Linked DNA regions of Sus scrofa: region 2 is linked to region 1. Evidence: chromatin contacts called from public promoter capture Hi-C data. All regions are on one chromosome and are shown on one strand. Each heading gives the region's core, a stretch centred on a gene start, on an enhancer-like site or on the middle of the called end of the contact. The rest is flanking DNA. Distances are from core to core; before and after follow the strand shown.

Region 1 (4,337 bases), core at 32-2,531:
CTGGGGGGTCCTCGGGGTGTCAGATGCCAAGCAGGATGATTACTGTCTTAGCTCATCTCAACAAGAGCTTTAGGATTAGCATTCTTGACCCCATTTCACAGAGGAAGGACCTGAGAGGGTGAGTCCCGTGCCTGAGTTCTCACCATCAGGGTGGAGCTGGGATCTGAGCTCTGACCCAGCAGTGGTTGTTCATCCTGGGACGTGACCCCAATACTCCCAGCGTCCATGCGAGATTGTCTTCTAGACTTAGCTAGGGCCAGGGTCACCACTGGGATCCAAAATTGAAATGGGCCCCCAAGCCAGGATCAGGTATGCTGTATCTGAGATCTCCCTGCCCCTCCCTCCCACCACCAAGCCCCTGACTGCAGTTGGCTTGTGGGGGACACTGGCTGGGCAGGAGGGGTCTCTCCAGATCTGAGAGGCTCTATCCTCACCACTGTGCTGGCTTCCATGCCCGGGGCTGACGTCACCATCCTGGAAGAATGTCCACGGACAATCCCTGTGCTTCCATTTAAGGGAATATTTGCAAACGGGCTCTCTTGGTTCTTAGACTAGACACAGGGTCAGCCAGGCAGGGCCTCATGGGAAGCAAGAGGCTGAGCAGTGCCCAGGGGACCTCAGGCTGCAGTGCTATCTCCAGCCTTCCTGGAACTCCCGTTCCCTTGCCCACCCCCCGAGTGCTGTAGGGTCACGTTCCACCCAGAGCATAGACAGAAGCGTGACAACCTCATTTGAGGGATGAGCCTGGGCCCTGCTGGCTGCAGCAGGTGGCAATGAGCCTGATGCCGCACAGGACTGATGCCTGCCCCCCACCCCTTTCCTGACTTGCCCTCTTTCTCCCTCCCAGAGCCGTGTGGTCCAAGGCAAGGAACCCGCTCACCTCATGAGCCTGTTTGGTGGGAAACCCATGATCATCTACAGGGGTGGCACCTCCCGCGAGGGTGGACAGACAGCCCCCGCCAGTACCCGCCTCTTCCAGGTCCGGGCCAGCAGCTCTGGAGCCACCCGAGCCGTTGAGGTAACACCCAAGGCCTGGACCCCGGGCAGGGTTGGCCTTTCTGAAACCTCCCAGGCTTGAAGGGCAGATCTCTGGGCACTGGGTCGGTTGGGGTTGGCTAAGGGGTTAACACACAGCTCTTCATACCTTCCGGCTTTGGCAGTGGGATTGTATGTCTTAGATTTCCTCTCGTTTCAAGAATGCCCAGTGCCCCCTATCTTGCATACCTTCCACAACGGGCAGCTCACTACCCTGCTGGGAGTCCATTCTTCACACTCTGGACTTTGTTCTCGATTACCTTCCAGCTGGCTACTCTCCCTTTCACGGTGGAAGGTGCAGACCTGAGCGCAATCCTCCTGAGCAGCCTTCCGGAGAATGGGACTGACACCTCTTCTGTTCTGGGCACTCAGTTCTGTTCTTGCGGCCCACATTCCTAGTCACAGTGCATTAATGACTCATGGGAGTCAGCTAAGCCCCTCGGTGTCCAAGTCCATGTCCTCAGCTCTGATGGGGCGTGCTCCTCCGAGTCCCCACCTAGGAGCTGGTCCTGCCGCAGCATCTCCGGGCAGTGAGGAGGGGGTCTGAGAGCTTTTGGTCTGGCTCCTGATTGATCGAGCATGGTCCTCCCAGGTGATCCCCAAGGCCGGCGCACTAAACTCCAACGATGCCTTTGTCCTGAAAACCCCCTCGGCTGCCTACCTGTGGGTGGGGACAGGAGCCAGCGAGGCCGAGAAGACCGGGGCCCAGGAGCTGCTCCGCGTGCTTCGGGCCCAACCTGTGCAGGTGGCAGAAGGCAGCGAGCCAGGTAGGAGCGGAGGCCAGAGGGACCCACTGTTCTCTGGGAATGCGGCCCTTAGGTTTCTCTCCGTGATGTGTGTTAATCACAGCGGGTTGGATGAAAATGAGGGCTGCGGTCAGTGAGAGGAGGCCTCCGGGAGTTAGAGAAAGGAGCTCAGTGTGGCCTGGGGCAGGCGGGGAAGGCTCTGCAGGAGATGGTCACTTGCTGGGAAGCCTTGAAAGATTGTAGGCAAAGTGAAGTCAGCCATGCAATGAGACACCAACATCAAATGCTTTCACTGACATGTGGACTCTGAAAAAAGGACAGACGGAACTTCTTTGCAGAACAGATGCTGACTCACAGACATTGAAAAACTTATGGTCTCCGGAGGAGACAGTTTGGGGGGTGGGGGGATGTGCTTGGGCTGTGGGATGGAAATCCTGTGAAATTAGATTGTTATGATCATTATACAACTACAGATGTGATAAATTCATTTGAGTAATAAAAAAAAAAAAAGAAAGGTTGTAGGCAGGGTAACAGCCCCACAGGGGCTGCGATGTGTCTTAATCATGAGATTCTCCCTGGACAAAAATGCTACAGGCCTGCTTTGTTTCCAGAGCCCAGGTCAGAGTGGTCTTTCTGCCTGCTCCCTCCTGCTTGATGCTTAGCAGATATGGGGAAGAGTAGTTCTGTCTAGAGCAGCACAGTCCACTGGAACCTTCTGAGAGAATGGGCATGTTCTATATCTGCCAGGTCCAATCTGGGGGCCACTCGTCACATGTTTATCTTAATGAGCACTTGAAATGTGACTGGCAAGAAAATGCATTTAAATGTAAATAGCGCCTGTGGGCTGAGCAGGTCTAGTGGGAAAAGATGAGGTGGGCATCCTGGCTGCACCACGTAACAAGCTGTGTGATGTTAGATGAGTTGCTTGACCTCTCTGAGCCTCATTTGTTGAGTGGGGATAATTATCCCCATCCCACAGTGCTGTTGTCAGTCTCAAACCAGAGCTAGTCCTGGCTGTGTGTCTACTGCCAAGTCTGCCCTCTCTGGGCCTCTGTTTCATCACCTTTGAATCCCTCAGGCCCCTTCCTTCTTTGGCCTCCTGGGACTTGAAGGTGGAGGGTGGGGACGGAGAGCAGGGTTTGTCCTGGGGTCTGGGGAGAAGTGCTGGGGGGGGGTTGGGGTGGGGTGATGGTGTCCGTTGGTGACTAGTGCCACCTCCCTTCACAGACAGCTTCTGGGAGGCCCTGGGCGGGAAGGCCGCCTACCGCACGTCCCCACGGCTGAAGGACAAGAAGATGGACGCCCACCCTCCCCGCCTCTTCGCCTGCTCCAACAAGATTGGACGTTTTGTGGTGAGCCCCGGTTGGGGGGTGCTACCTCTGCTTTCCCAGCAGAGCTGGGGAGAAACCCTTCAGACAGCAGAGCCCAGACTGCTGCAGGCTGGAGCCTGCTAGCTCCCTCACAGGCAGGTAGAGCCAGCCCACCCCGAGAGGGAAGGAGCTCATGCGCTTTCATTCGCCTCTTCTGTTCCTTCCCAGATCGAAGAGGTTCCTGGCGAGCTCATGCAGGAGGACCTGGCCACTGATGACGTCATGCTCCTGGACACCTGGGACCAGGTGGGTGAAGAATGCTGCTACAAGTCATTTTCCCTTTCTTTTCTTTTTTCTTTTTTTTTTTGTCTTTTCTAGGTTTTGGGTTTTTTTGTTGTTGTTTTTGCCTTTTTGCCTTTTCTTGGGCCACTCCCGCGGCATATGGAGGTTCCCAGGCCAGGGGTCAAATCGGACCTGTAGCCGCCGGCCTATGCCACAGCCACGGCAACACCAGATCCGAGCCGCATCTGTGACCTACACTACAGCTCATGACAACGCCGGGATCCTTAACCCACTGAGCAAGGCCAGGGATCGAACCCACAACCTCGTGGTTCCTAGTTGGATTCGTTAACCCCTGAGCCAGGACGGGAACTCCTCTTTTTTCTTTTTTTGGGGGGTTTTTAGGGCCATACCCGCAGCATATGGCAGATCCCAGGCTAGAGGTTGAATCAGAGCTGCGGCTGCTGGCCTACACCACAGCCACAGCAATGCAGAATCTGAGCCGAGTCTGTGACCTACACTGCAGCTCATGGCAACGCTTATACTTAACCCACTGAGCAGAGGCCAGGGATTGAACCTGCATCCTCGTGGATACTAGTTGGGTTTGGAGCCACAATGGGGACTCCTCATTTTCCCTTTCTGAGCCTCCATTTCCTCATCTGCAAAATGGGAGTGACGGTAACCACCTTGCATAATCCAAATGTTAAAATCTCCTCGGAAACTGCAAAGCACCATATAAATGCAAATCAGGCGGCCAGCATTTGCTCCCAGGCCTTAGGGGAGAGTGAACTCTTACATCTGTTGGTAAAGAAAGTTGAACTTTGCAGCATAAACTGTCTAGTGTCACCTGGAAGTGGACATTTCCCGGCCTCCGAGGGGCTTAACATTCTAGTGAGGGTTGGCAGTCAACAGCCCTTCCTATCAAGTTGGCTTCTTCCTGAGTTTGTCAGGTCAGAGATAGCAGCCA
Region 2 (4,412 bases), core at 523-3,022, 40 kb after region 1:
TGAAGTGTAGAACCAAGAAAAAGAACTTGGGAGTGAAAGTTGGTCTGTAACCATGAAAAACAACTAACATTAAGTACAAAGATCATGCTTATTCCAAAAGAACTACAGGTTGCAGATTTCCCACTGCAGTTTCACCAAACTTCTAACCTTGTTCCCATAGCCCTTTAGTCTCCCTCCAGGTCAGGGCACAGAGGAAAGGATCCTGCCACCTCCCTTTCTAGGAAATGACAACTATCAAAGAGGCAGACTGCACAATTTTTATATGGGCAAACTCAGACTTAAAGTAGGGCTCCATTCCTTAGAAATTTGTGACTTCAAAACATCCTCCCTGTTACATTCCCCTGCTTTGGGAAGATAACTCTCCAATGTACTTAGCAGAGACAAGTGAGGGATTAAGATTTTTTATAATTCCTTTGATGTTCCTGAAGGAACTAAAGACAAAGATTGCTGGTGAAGGGAAACTGGGAAAGACAGGATCAGTGGACAAGGCTGGAATTACAAAATAATCAGAATAGATGCGGCCAGCACAGTGTTCTTTGTGCGGTGCTGTAAAAGCCCACCCAGTCCTTTAAATTTCTTTCACTATATCATTCCATCTGAAATTCCATCCTTAGAAATAATTCCTTTGGACCTCTAAGCGCCTCTGGGAGGAACCGGTACCCAGAGGGGTTTACTGCCTCTCTTTATGAAACCCTCCCTCCTCCCCAAGGAGTTAGCCATAAAGGTTCAAGGTGATACCCCTCTCAAGGGTACTAGTTCCTTCACATGGGAACACACTGAGCCACTCACACGATTTCTGCCTTCAAGATCGGGAAGGCCCTGATAGGGTAGGGAACTTGTGCTTTGTGAGGAACAAAAGCCCTGAAGGCGAGGTTCCTAGGACAAAGGAAGTAAAGGGGGCAGAAAGTGAAGCTGCTAAGAGATATGGGAAGAATGCCAAACAGAGACTTTCTTCTTTTTTCTGCAAATATGTCAGGCACTTGTGGAGAAACCATACAGGTCTGTCTTGCGGCTAATAGGAAATTGGCCAGGGTGGGGAGCAGGAATTCTTTCCAGTTCAGGCGGAGGGAGGCTCACTCGGGGTGGGCGAAGGCGGGGTGGTGGAGCTGGCCTCCGAGGAAGAGGGAAGGGAAAAGCAGGCCCTGGGTGTGGCGTGCGCCTTTGGATCGCGGCTGCATCACTCGCTGGCCTCCAGTCTCTCTTGCATTTCCACATCCGCGTGCGTGCCACGAGATAATGAGCAGAAAGCGCTGGCACAGGGCCTGGCATCTGGCAGCCGCTGGATAACGCAAGCCCCTGCTCTGGCTATGAACATCGGAGACGCGCCCTCTGTTGGCGCTTCCACTCAGTGCCGAGCACCGGGTGTGCACTCTGCACCTTAACATTCCTAAACCTAACTCCCAGCCCGAGAAGCAGGGCTCGTCATCCTCAGCGCACAAGTGGGGAAACCGCGGCTTTGGGCAGCGGTCGCTTGTCTAAGAAACATTGGACACAGTCCTGGAACCTCTGGGCTGGGGCTAGTTTCCGAGGGGAGGGTTAAGGGGTGGGCGGGAGACCCCAAGGGCCTCGTCAGGGGCACGGGGCTCACCCTTGAAGGAGTCGGGGAGCCGCCGAGCTTGGGCGTCCGCTGCTGGCCGCTTGTCAGACATGCTGCCCGAACCAGAGTAGCTACTCTTGCGTCGCAGTCACCAGGTCCGGGGCTGGAGAAGGAGCTGAGAGGAATGCCCCGCGAAGACTCAGGATCTCGAGACCCAGGCAGCGGTCCCGCCCCCTCCCTGAGGCCGGGCCAATCGACGCCCAGGACCAAGGAGGACACGCCCCCACCCTCCACCGCCCTCCCCTCCGGTGCAGCCGCTTCTGGGGCGCTTCCCTCAAGTCCCCGGGCTGGGGGGCGTGGCCTGAGGGGCGAGGCGCCCCGAAAGAGGGGATCCGGACTCTGGCAGCACCGGAAGGGAGAGAAGGCACCGGAAGGGAGAGGCAGAAGCCGTGGAGCCGGGGGGGCGGCTGCTGAAGAGAGAGGGGAGGGGAAGTTGAGTGATGGCCTGAGAAAAGGCTACGAAAAAGAAAAAGGCGCCCTTCTGGGCAGAAGACTTAGAGGAAAATGGTGCCCTCATTGGGCGAGGTGGGGTCCGAATGAGGGGAGGAGGCCGAGGGGCACCCGTGTGCCAAAGTGAGGGGGACGAGGCCCGCCCTGACCTGAGAGGACCGATGGTGTGAGGGGAAGAAACCGTGCCACCACCCTCGAGCCTAAGGGAATGAATTCGAGTGAGGTGCGTTTATTCAAATACAATCCTTTCTGAGCTCCTGCCATCACCGAGCAGCGTGCTCATTGCTGGGTGTAGAGCGGGCCCGCCCCCGTGGCATTGACACAGGTAACCAGCAAGCAAACAAGCCAAATCGTCACGTGGGGAAGATCTCGAGGAAGGGCGCAGGGGACTCAGGATAGCCGAAGGCAGCTGCATTAGTTACGGGGACAAGGAAAGACCTCTGTAAGGCGGTGGCATTGACCTGTGACCTCAACGATGAAAAGGAGCCGGCCTTGGGAAGGGGGACAGGCGGGACACGGGAGGTCAGAAAGGGAATTCCAGGAGGAGGGAAAAGCACAGGCAAGGGTATCCCCGACCTCAAGCTTTGCGTTAGGTGGTGACTGAAACTTCACATTTGAAAACCAGGCTCTGTTGTATTCTCCATGACTTGTCCTAATGCAAACCGTCCAAAGCAGGGTGATGTGCACCAGCAGGTGCACTTGTAAAACCATTTTATTTTGAAATAAATACAGATTCACAGGAAGTTGCAAAGACAGTACGGAGAGGTTATGTGTACCCGCTACCCAGTTTCCCCCAATGGTTATGTCTTACTTAACTGTAATATCAAAGCCAGGAAGTTGAGAGTGGCACAAGTGTACACATAGTTCTATGCCATATTGTCTCATGCATAGATTCGTATAACCACCACTGCAGTCAAGATAACAGCACTGTTCCATCACCACCAAGATCTCCCTTTGGCTGTGTAATACCCAACCCTGTGGTGTTTACATAATTGAAATGGTAGGGTTTCTCTGTAGTTGTAGCTCTGCCTTGTGGTTGTCAGGGTAGAAAGTGGAGCACCCACAATTGTAACAGGTGTTAGGGAGTGGCTGATCGCCTTTGCTTTGGGGTGTAGACTCTAGCATGTGATACTAGCCTGGTGCAGAGCTCTCAAGTTTATTTCCAGCCACATGTGGGAAAAGAGCTGTTTATATTCCTGGAGGTGGAATACAGCTTGTGCAGTCACTTGGTTTATAAGCCTTCTGGAGAAGATAAGGAGGGGAGTACAGTAATTTAATGATCCTTTCTAAATCATCCTTGAGAAAGTCCATGGCTTCATTTTTTCCATTCTGCAGTGAATAAGCCCCAGAGGCCTGGATTTCCTGTTTATGCTGCGGTTTCCAGGAAAGAGGAGCAAATGCACAAGCAGCTAATTAAAACCTCTAGTAAAGGAGGGCTTGGAGTTCCCATTGTGGTGCAGTGGTTTATGGATCTGGTGTCACTGAAGCGGCTTGGGTGGCTGTGGCGGCATGGGTTCCAGGTTGATCCCTGGCCTAAGAACTTCCATAAGCCACGGGTCCAGAAAAAAAAAGGGCTTGATTAAAAATTGCATATTGTGGAAAAGTATTTAGCTTTCGATTTTGCTGGAAAGGAAAATATTTCAGAATGAATTTATTTTTTGTACTCCTACCTGCTACCTTTGTTCAATTCTCAAGGCAATCCCAACAGCATCACTTCTAGAGAATTAGAAAAGAGACTTTTCCCTTTGGGAAAAAGACTTTGGTAAACACTTGCTGGCTCTGGTTTCAGATTGCATCAGTTCAGGAGCTAATTTCAGGCCCCAAACTAAGAACAAGTTTTGACTCGATTTTTAAATGACTTTCAGGATAGATGGGAGTTTACAGATTTTGATTTTATAATGCTGAATTTCACTTACCATGCACTGGTGTATTCTGCCTCTCATGCATATTCTTTATAAGTGTATTGATTAAACATACTTTAAACATAAGTATTAGTGTATCATCCTCTCCCTTTGTGGAGGATTTTTAGTCCTAAATTTTCTTCCAGTAACGGTTAGAAGTTAGAATGTTTTTTGAGGGAGTTCCCAATGTGGCGCAGTGGAAACGAATCTGACTAGTATCCGTGAGGATGTGGGTTTAATTTCCTGGCCTAACTAAGTGAGTTAAGGATCTGGCATTGCCGTGAGCTGTGGCATAGGTCACAGATGCAGCATGGATCCTGCGTTGCTGTCTGTGGCTGTAGCTGTGGTGTAGCTCTGATTTGGCCCCTGGCCTGGGACTTCCATATGCTACAGGTGCAGCCCTAAAAAAAAAAGAATAATTTTTGAGGACTTAAAATTGAGACTTGTATAAAATTACAAATAAT

Evidence for each region. Promoter capture Hi-C pulls out the DNA fragments that hold promoters and counts their contacts.
Region 2: a contact with region 1 is called in a promoter capture Hi-C map of liver, with 7 times the contacts expected there. The contact joins the promoter of STOM here to the enhancer-like site in region 1. A contact is called at or near these places in 2 of 5 promoter capture datasets (fetal liver and liver), 15 of 47 Hi-C or Micro-C datasets (alveolar macrophages, brain, embryonic fibroblasts and 8 more) and 2 of 2 datasets of contacts at active chromatin or transcription factors (alveolar macrophages and skeletal muscle).

The regions. Positions count from the first base shown.
Region 1 is chr1:261,365,975-261,370,311 of Sscrofa11.1, forward strand. GSN (a long non-coding RNA gene) reads left to right here. Exons shown (of 18, transcript XR_002337470.1): 13 at 848-1,018; 14 at 1,628-1,802; 15 at 3,009-3,133; 16 at 3,320-3,397. Among named protein-coding and RNA genes, the nearest start is that of STOM, 40 kb to the right of the region's middle. Within about 2 kb of position 1,282, at least 9 of the 83 cell types and tissues checked have an H3K27ac peak or open chromatin away from gene starts, as enhancers often do. A contact at or near this core is called in liver, where this site is marked.
Region 2 is chr1:261,405,941-261,410,352 of Sscrofa11.1, forward strand. It overlaps STOM (erythrocyte band 7 integral membrane protein), which reads right to left and starts at 1,773. Exons shown (of 7, transcript XM_021068281.1): 1 at 1,589-1,773. The coding sequence starts at 1,649. It also overlaps the pseudogene LOC110259667.